Regions from separate parts of the Dromaius novaehollandiae genome. Here region 1 is linked to region 2. Evidence: chromatin contacts called from public Hi-C data. All regions are on one chromosome and are shown on one strand. Each heading gives the region's core, a stretch centred on a gene start, on an enhancer-like site or on the middle of the called end of the contact. The rest is flanking DNA. Distances are from core to core; before and after follow the strand shown.

What was found. A called contact is a pair of places that touch in the nucleus more often than the background predicts.
Region 1: a Hi-C map of ovary shows a contact between it and region 2, with 2.5 times the contacts expected there. The contact joins two enhancer-like sites.

The regions. Positions count from the first base shown.
Region 1 is chr1:103,340,445-103,344,709 of bDroNov1.hap1, forward strand. The region is part of intron 2 of IGSF3 (immunoglobulin superfamily member 3); the gene reads left to right. Among named protein-coding and RNA genes, the nearest start is that of IGSF3, 52 kb to the left of the region's middle. Within about 2 kb of position 1,772, at least 1 of the 2 cell types and tissues checked has open chromatin away from gene starts, as enhancers often do.
Region 2 is chr1:103,269,502-103,273,303 of bDroNov1.hap1, forward strand. No RefSeq gene overlaps it. Among named protein-coding and RNA genes, the nearest start is that of IGSF3, 19 kb to the right of the region's middle. Within about 2 kb of position 1,595, at least 2 of the 2 cell types and tissues checked have open chromatin away from gene starts, as enhancers often do.

The DNA.
Region 1 (4,265 bases), core at 522-3,021, 71 kb after region 2:
CTGCAGAGAGTTTACAGCCTGCTGCTGCTGTAGGGCTTGTTATACTGGTGAGACCTGCTTTTCCTGTGGAACACTAAAATTTCGTATATTCTCCTTTGCAGAGTGTTATGTGCTCATTCTTGGTGTGCAGCTGTAGTCAGGACAGACAGGGAGCCCATCTGAGTGGTCACTTGTAATTTTGGGGTGGTAGCAGAGGGATCTGAAAGGTATGGTAGGTATGCGGCTTGCTCTAGACTAGAACAACAAATCTTTTGCCGAGGGCTTTCCGGATTACCAATAGAGTCTCCATGGCTAAGGGTAGACATAAGCAGCTAATTTAAAACCTAGGTGACCATATCAGAAATTAAATCAAAATATTGAAAACACAGAAATTCTTCTTTTCCTTTTTCAGCTGGGCCTGTGCACTCTGGTTGGCAAGAAGTGAAGTCTTCACCACCATTTGCAGTAGTGTTCTGTCTCCTCTAGAAGGGGAGATTGCACAGAAAATTAATTGAGAACTTCTTATTCCAGTCCTATTCCATCTTTTGCAAACATAGTCTTTTTGCCCAATGCCATGGCAGTTCTGTGTAAAAACTGTCGCGTTCACTGATGGACATTCATAGGATGGACTCTGTCTTGTTGCCTGAGGTGGGACTGTACAGTATTCTGTCTTTGCATCAGGGTTTGCTTCCCTTCAGAAGGGCTTACTTTTAATGAAATGTTTGCAAAGCGCTGCTCCAGTAAGGGCTCTGTTACATGCAAAGTGCAGTTTCCTTCTGAGCACTCTCGCCGTGCCCTCCCTGCGTGTTCTGCCAGGCCAGCGTGGACCAAGCTTTGCCTTTCTCCTGCTTCTGTTTTTTTGGCCTGGAGGAACAGCAAAAGCAATGGTGGCCCTCCAATGAATAGCTTTCCCCCAAGTGCTTATCCTGGGGCACTGTTGGCTGCATGCAAGTTTAATCTTTCTGTTCAGACGTCAGTGTGTGACACAAGGCTCTGGGGAGTTGGGATGTGGGGGAGCAGGTATCCTTGGTGCCAGCTGGTGCTGTGCTTTGCAGCAAACTCCTGCAGCTCAGCTGCTTTGCAATGTTGTCATGGAGTGTTAGGTGCGGCTCACAAGCCTGTTTGCTTTTTGGAAGGCGAAAGTCTAATGAAATCTGTGTATTGCCAGCAGGAGATCGCTTCTTTTCCACTTCCCTTTCCTTGAGAGGGGAGAGAAGGAAGAAAAAAAAAAAGGCCCTTCAAAAATGCAATAGCATTTGGAGGGAAGTGAGGTTGCTTTCAAGAACAGTTCAAGACCCTGAGGGTGCTTTGTGCAAAGGAGTCAAAAACCTGGCGGGTCTCCCTAAGGAGAGAGCTGACCTGCTTAGCCTTGTCTCACGGCTGCCCATGCTTTAGCAGGCAGAGCGTATTCCTGAGGGTGCCTTGACAGCAGGAGGAGAAAATTCCCTCCAAGTAGTGAGCAATGCCTGTCAGCGTGGCTCCCCCAGACTGTCTTCATTTGGAGCAGACAGCGAGGTCACCAGTGGTTGTGTTGTTCCCTTGTTTGCACCCCGCTGCTACTATCCCAGACATTGTCTGCCACTGCTATGCACGTGCAACCGTCCGTGGTGTCCCCAGAGCCTGAGGCTGGGGTTTGGTGACACCTCCCTGCTTGAGCCCTGTGCTCCAAAAGCAGCTGTGCCAGCACCCCCAGCAAGTCTAGCTGCAAGGTGGAATTCCCTAGGCTTGGTGAGAGGGCGGCTTTTGCCTGCGCTGTGTGCATTGGAAATTTTAGGCCAGCTGGAAGAGGTTAGCATAACAAAGCTGCAGGTGAAAGGGAGGCATTGAATTTCAATAAACCAGCAACTGGGGAATGATATCTCCTTACTTATAATTCAAGCTCCTGGCTCAGGCGTTCCTCTTTTTTTACCTCAAGCAAATCTCCTGTAATGCATAGGAAACAGCTCAGCAACTGCAGTCCTGGCTGCCATTGAGGTAGAGGCTAAGGTTTGTTAAAGACCTGCAGAGCTCTATAAAAAATATTTATGATCTTCTTGGACTTAAGCATTACAAGTCAAATATTTGAATAGGTAGAGGCAAGCATTTTGGTGGAATTTGATGATCCCTTTCACATTTATGCTTGGTTACGCTTGCCCCACGTGTATTTGGGTGGCTGGCCAGGGGCGAGAGGGAGGTGAGGGATGAAAGGGACTTAGTGCAGAAGGGAAAAACAGGAGCAGGGAGAGATTAGAACAGAGAGAAAGCAAAGGAAACTACTGAAGGTTAAAAATAATAGTAACAATTAGGCTAGGGGGGCCAAGAAGAGACAGAAAAATAAAGCAGGGCCTTTGAAGAAGAAGGGGAGAGACAGTGAAGCCTCTTATTAAAAATTAAATGGCTGAGTCTGAAGATAAATGAGGAGCCTGCAAAGAAACAACAAAAAATTGTGGAAGGCAGGAAGGAGGAAAATATTTAAAAGGGAAATCAGAGGTTTTCACAGGTGTATGCTGTTGGGCATGCCAGCAGAGGAGCTTCCTAATCACATCTAATACATGACAGGAACTGGGGGCTTTGTAAAAAAGTATTCCGGAGTATTCTTGCCTGTAAAGCTGACAGTGGCCTCCTTTTGCTGGTCTCCCCAGCTGTGAGTTACAATCCAGCCTTTTCTTCTTAGTGGACTACATGCCAAGAGCTGCTACTACTGAAAGCAAGTATAGCTTCTCCAGGGACACAGGTGGGTTTTGCTTGAGATCTAGGGAGTTGGGAGAGGCCGAAGTTAGGTGAGTCACCTGAGCCTTCACAGCACATGAATGGTAATCCCTGCTTGGGCTCTGCTTTTTGCCCGTGGATGCGCTTAGCTGTCTGGTCCTGCTTGTATTGGCATGCTGGTCTCTGCGCTGGGTATGTGAAGTGCAAAGGGTGAGGTAAGGCGTTCCCGCTCCACGATGCATGCCAGGCACCAAAGGAGATGGACTTTGATCTTTCATTGGGAAAATGCCACTGTTCTCCACGCAGAAGTGTTGGACTCTGGAGGGCTGTTTGTTGTGCTTTGGTCTGTTTTGCTGTGCTCACTGTCCCAGCAGGGGTGGTTGGGGGGTTTGGGAAAGAGGGGGATGTGGTACCCTCTTCAGGAAGGAGGTGAATGACTGCAATGCTACTGGGAGGATTTGCAAGATGGTCACTACTTTTGTCACTAACTAGGTACCTAATATTGTGGGGAAGTTTGTTGCCTTGGTAGGACATAGCTGTGGTATGTGAACAGGGCAGACTGCACTTGGGAAGCACAATACTACTACTACCTGTAGGTAGTCAGCTCTAGCCTGTAAGCAGGCAAGTAAAAGCATACAGTTGCTCAGTGACTGCCTGGCATCTTCAGCACCAACTGAGTTCGTGAGTAGCTGTGCACAGCCAAGGCGGGGGGAAAGACTGAGTGTTGCTGATGTTGACTTTTCTCCTCTTCTGGTGGAGTTTCTTTATGGTGTGTTTGACTCCCACTGGAAACGGTCCATGTTGTGCACATCTGGATGGGGCTTCCTGGGGCTGTTGCTCTGGCACTGCTTATCAGTGGCCTGTGCCCTTTTGGAGGTGTGCGTCTGATGGGGGTCTCTGGGCAATTCCCTTTCTCCCCAGTACTGAGAATCTTGTTTTGCTGAGGAGATTAAAGCTGTTGGGCATGGTTTTCTCTCCAGCACTGTGGAAAACCTGCAGTTCCAGAAAGGGTGGTGGTAGGAAGTGTGTGCACCAGTCCCGCCATGGTGAAAGCATTGAGCTTTTCAGAAGGGACCTGGTGCTGCATGGTTTGTTGGAAATTCCTGTCTTAAAATCTGTGCGAATATTGCATTAATCAGTCTAGGGTAAGAGAGCAGCAGGTGTCCTGAATTCTGGAGGTGGAAAGCAGATCTGCAGCACAAGGTCACAAGGATTTTATTGACCATAGCTTAAAAGAAAAAAAAGAAGCAGAAGATTAATGGAGGTGAAAATCAGCAAGCCAGTCATTACAGTTAGCCCCATTAGGCTTCGGGTGCACACCCACTGCCCCACAGCTTCACCGCTGCTGGAGGAATTGCACCCAGGGTGAATGTGGTATGTTGGCAGGGAATGCTGTTGCCTCTTCCCTGCTCTCAGCCTGTGTTTCCAGGGTGCATGTATTCCACACGCCTTGGGAAGGCACTTCTGTGCCCGATTTAACTGCAGCTGATGGAAGGCCTTCCTCTGTTTCCTGATGTGCAATGTATTGCTTGTATGGACATGAACCGGGAGGAAGCTAAAAATGAGCGGATGCTTGTACCACGTGGTTGTGAATGTAT
Region 2 (3,802 bases), core at 345-2,844:
TCCATTTCTTTTCAAAGTAAGTCAGCTGAATGGTACTCATAAACTTCCATTGCACCATTTTCCAAATTACTCCGTATATGAGTTCTTTAAGCATCATACAGCAGTTTGTCTTTTGGATCCTCTGTTCCTCAACAGAATGGCTTGCAGGATGATCTATTATGTGATTTCATAATGATTTGCAAAAAAAAACAAAAACAAAAAAACCCCAAAAAACCCACTTTATTTATTTCCTATTACAAAAAGTCCATAATTCACCATTTCTGACCCCTACAACTCGAATTATCCCATGGAGTTGCCATAAAGACTGCACTGGATGTATTAATACACCTCTGGCTGACTTGGCCCCTGGCATAGTACCCTCTTCCCCTATTGTCAGGTTACGAGGAACAGAGGTTTCCCTCCCATTGCATCCATGGACCAGTCTTCCGCATCTGCCTGGAGGAAGGTCAAAACTCACAGTTGCCCCTTCTGTGGCTGCCTCTCTTTCACGGAAGCTCTCTACAGCGTTGTCCCACCTTTCCTCTCCCCTCAGGTCCTGTCTTTCTCCCAGCCTTTTCACAACTCCCAGCCATGCCCCAAGTCCTCTCCAGCACAGCATCCCAGTGCTCAGTTAAGTCACCCCCATTCAAGACCATTGGCAGGATTGTTTGCCTTTTCTGCGATGTGCATTACCAACACCGCTGCTCAGCGTCCTGCAGTTCAGTCACATACAAAAGTGTGTCTTACTGACGTGCTGTGCCACTGCTATGTCAAAGAGGACCATGAAATATTCAGCTTCAATTACAGACCAATGTCTGTTGATCCAGAGGAAGGAGACAATGCTGGCGCAACACCGATCTGGATCTTTAACCAAATGAACACCTGCACAATTGGCAAATTGCATCCTGATTCCTCCAGGGCAAGGCCACAGTGTGCGTGCACTGCCCGAGAAGATCAAATCTCTGCCTCAAGAAGCGTCAACCTGAAATACACCAAGATCAGACAGATGTACAGGAGGAGAAATACAGGAAATGGTTGCAGCCGTATACAGTGCCATATAAAGATCCCAGGTAATGAAATGGCAGCACAGTCTCAAGGGGATTTGTGTTCAGTGGTGTTTCTAGGGAGTGCTGCATTGCTCGCAGAACTAGGGGGTGCCAGCAAGGGATATAACTGAAGTAGAAATCTCTGCTTGGTGTACTAGGTCTCCATGACCTATTTCAAGGAGGTGGGGGAGAGGGAAGAAAGCCAGGAGAAATCAGATATGACCATACTCTTTCCTTATGTTAGCACAAACATTAATGTTACTATAGTTATCTGTTGATAGCAAAGAGCCTCATGTGCGACTTCATGATAACAAACAAATTCATAGACCTTCCAGCCTTGTTTCTTATCCCTCATGCTAGCAGCTAAGGGTCTCCTTCCCCTTGTCCCTTTTCTATTTTTTTTTCTTCCTGGTAAACAGAGGAATTCCCTTTTCACCCTGTTTTAATTACAGGAGCCACGTGATCCTTCCTGGAGCAGCTGTCAGATATCACAGAATGGGAGTATCACCAGGCCAGCGGGCTCATGGAAAATATGTAAGTAGGTTATGTGGGGGTGGGGGGAGGCCATTAAACACAGCAGGACCCACTTAGCTGAGTACCTGTTAGAGGCATAGGCAGGGGGAGAGGGAAATAGCTGCACAGCTCCACTTTTTCTAACCAACCCTGCCTAAACTCAGACAGTAGCACTCGAAACCGTGCAGTGAGGGGGGGCTGGAAGAGAGGGTGCAGAGAGTGTTTTGTTGTTCACCAGGACTAGTGTTGCTAACGACTGCTTACCAAATGAATAAATCAGAAAGCTCAAATGTGTTTCTGCAGCCACTGCTTTGTCCCAGCTGGCTGGAGGGCTCAAACAGCCAGTAGGTTTGCAGCTGTGGCTGGAGAGCCTTGCTCTGCTCCAGGAGAGCGCCAAGTAGCTTGCCCCTGGCGCCAGCCCTTCTGCGGCAGTGGGCGTGCTGTGGCTGGCTGGGTGGGTTCCCCGGCCCCCAAATAGTTGGGAGCCCCCATCCCTGCCCTTGCTCCACCGATGCACCTGAGGCTGGGCACCCCATGCCTCCGCTCCCTCTGGCTGGATGGGCTCCCCACTCCTCACAGCCCCTTGGCGCCCGCACCATCCCCCTCAAGGAGGGGACACGGCAGGGGACATGGGTGCCCCAGGTGGGGGTCCCACCTGGCTGCCTGCAGGAGGTCTTGGCAGAAGTGGTAGATGAGCGGGAGCACCCACACCCGTGAGCCAGGCGGAGAGGCGGGTAGAGACAGCTGTTTTCTGTTGAGCAGGAGGGAAGTGGGGCCTGTGAGCTTTGCCACCGGAGGAAGCACGTCCTCATTCCCAGAAAGAAGGGCCCTTCAAACAGCTCTGCAGAGCTCTCAGGCAGCGCAAAGCCATGTGCTGGCACAAACGCTCTAAAATCCAAGCTGTGCCTGGCACAGCCTGCGCTTCTGGCAGGTGAATTTTTGGCCGAATTACTGAAGCTGGCCCTGGGGTGGCTCTCAGGCGACCTGAGCTCAGGGGAAAGGCCATCAGTTTTGCTCAGAAGCAAAACTCCTGGGTGCAGCACATCTTCTCAGGAGGCCTCCTGGGATAACTCTGGCTTTCCAAGCCAGAATAGCAGCCACTGAAGCAAAAGGCTTATTTTTAGGGTTCTTCCCTTTTCTGACCATTTACTTGCTTGCACAGAGTATTTGGGGATTTTTTTGCAGCTACACCTGTGTGAGCTTGCCCTTCAAACCCTGTTTTACCTCTTTCTTCCCATTTATTCATTCTCTCCTTTACACACACACGCAGGCACACAGAGTTGCTCTGCCATGGTTAAACTTCCACCTCGATCGAGGTGCTAGACAATGAAATCAGCTCCGGAAGGGGTTGATATCCTCTCCCTGTGTAAATGCTCCCAGTGGTGCTGGGACCCGCTGCTCGCGCCACCACGCTCTCCCTTCAGCAGGGCAGGCGGCAACAGGACCAGGGTACACGCCGTCCGGCAGCGCTGGGTCAGCGCACGCCAAGGAGGTGTCCCAGGAGAGGGGCAGGGGCAGCCATGAGAGCAAAGCTGGGCTGTGCAAAGGAGTGATGTAAGATAGAGGGGGAACTGCAGCAGGGGAAAATCCCCAGGGGAGGCCAGGGGGGTGGAGTGCCCCTGCAGCCAGGAGCAGGCAGTCCTGGGTTTCAGGCAGTTTGCAAAGAAACGGGTACAGCCTAGCAGCTGAGCGTGCAGCGCGAGGGATGGAGAGTAATTAGTCCCGAGAGAGGGGGAAGCAGAGGGGCCTATGTCTGCAGCACGTCTGCCCGCACCATTCCCTCCGCAGTCTGCAGTCCTTCGCCTGCGAGAGCCCTACAAGCCTAAGGGGAAAGGCCGATCTGCACAGCCAGCAGCGACCCAGTGCCGGAGGCAAACCTGACACACCAGGGAACGCCAGCAGCATCAGACTGGCATGGGCAAAGCGCCTGCTTGGGAGGAAGCAAGAGTTTCTGCCTGCCGCAGGCCAGGTAATGGTTCCTGCGTTGACCAGGGGTAAAACTGTGCTCGGTACATTTCAATATGAAGGTGTATTCGTTAAACCTTGTATTTATATGATCTGTCTGCTGACAGATATGCCCAATTCAAATATCTAAATAGGATTAATGCAGGCAGCTTATTACTGCTTCTTGATGAGGACTAGGAATTACGGTCATCAGCTGTGACAATGAAGTTGGGTGTCTGACCCCTACAACTTATCCTTGAAAAATACTATACCAAATAGCTTCTGAATCAGTGAAGAGTCATTTTTATATTCACTGAATA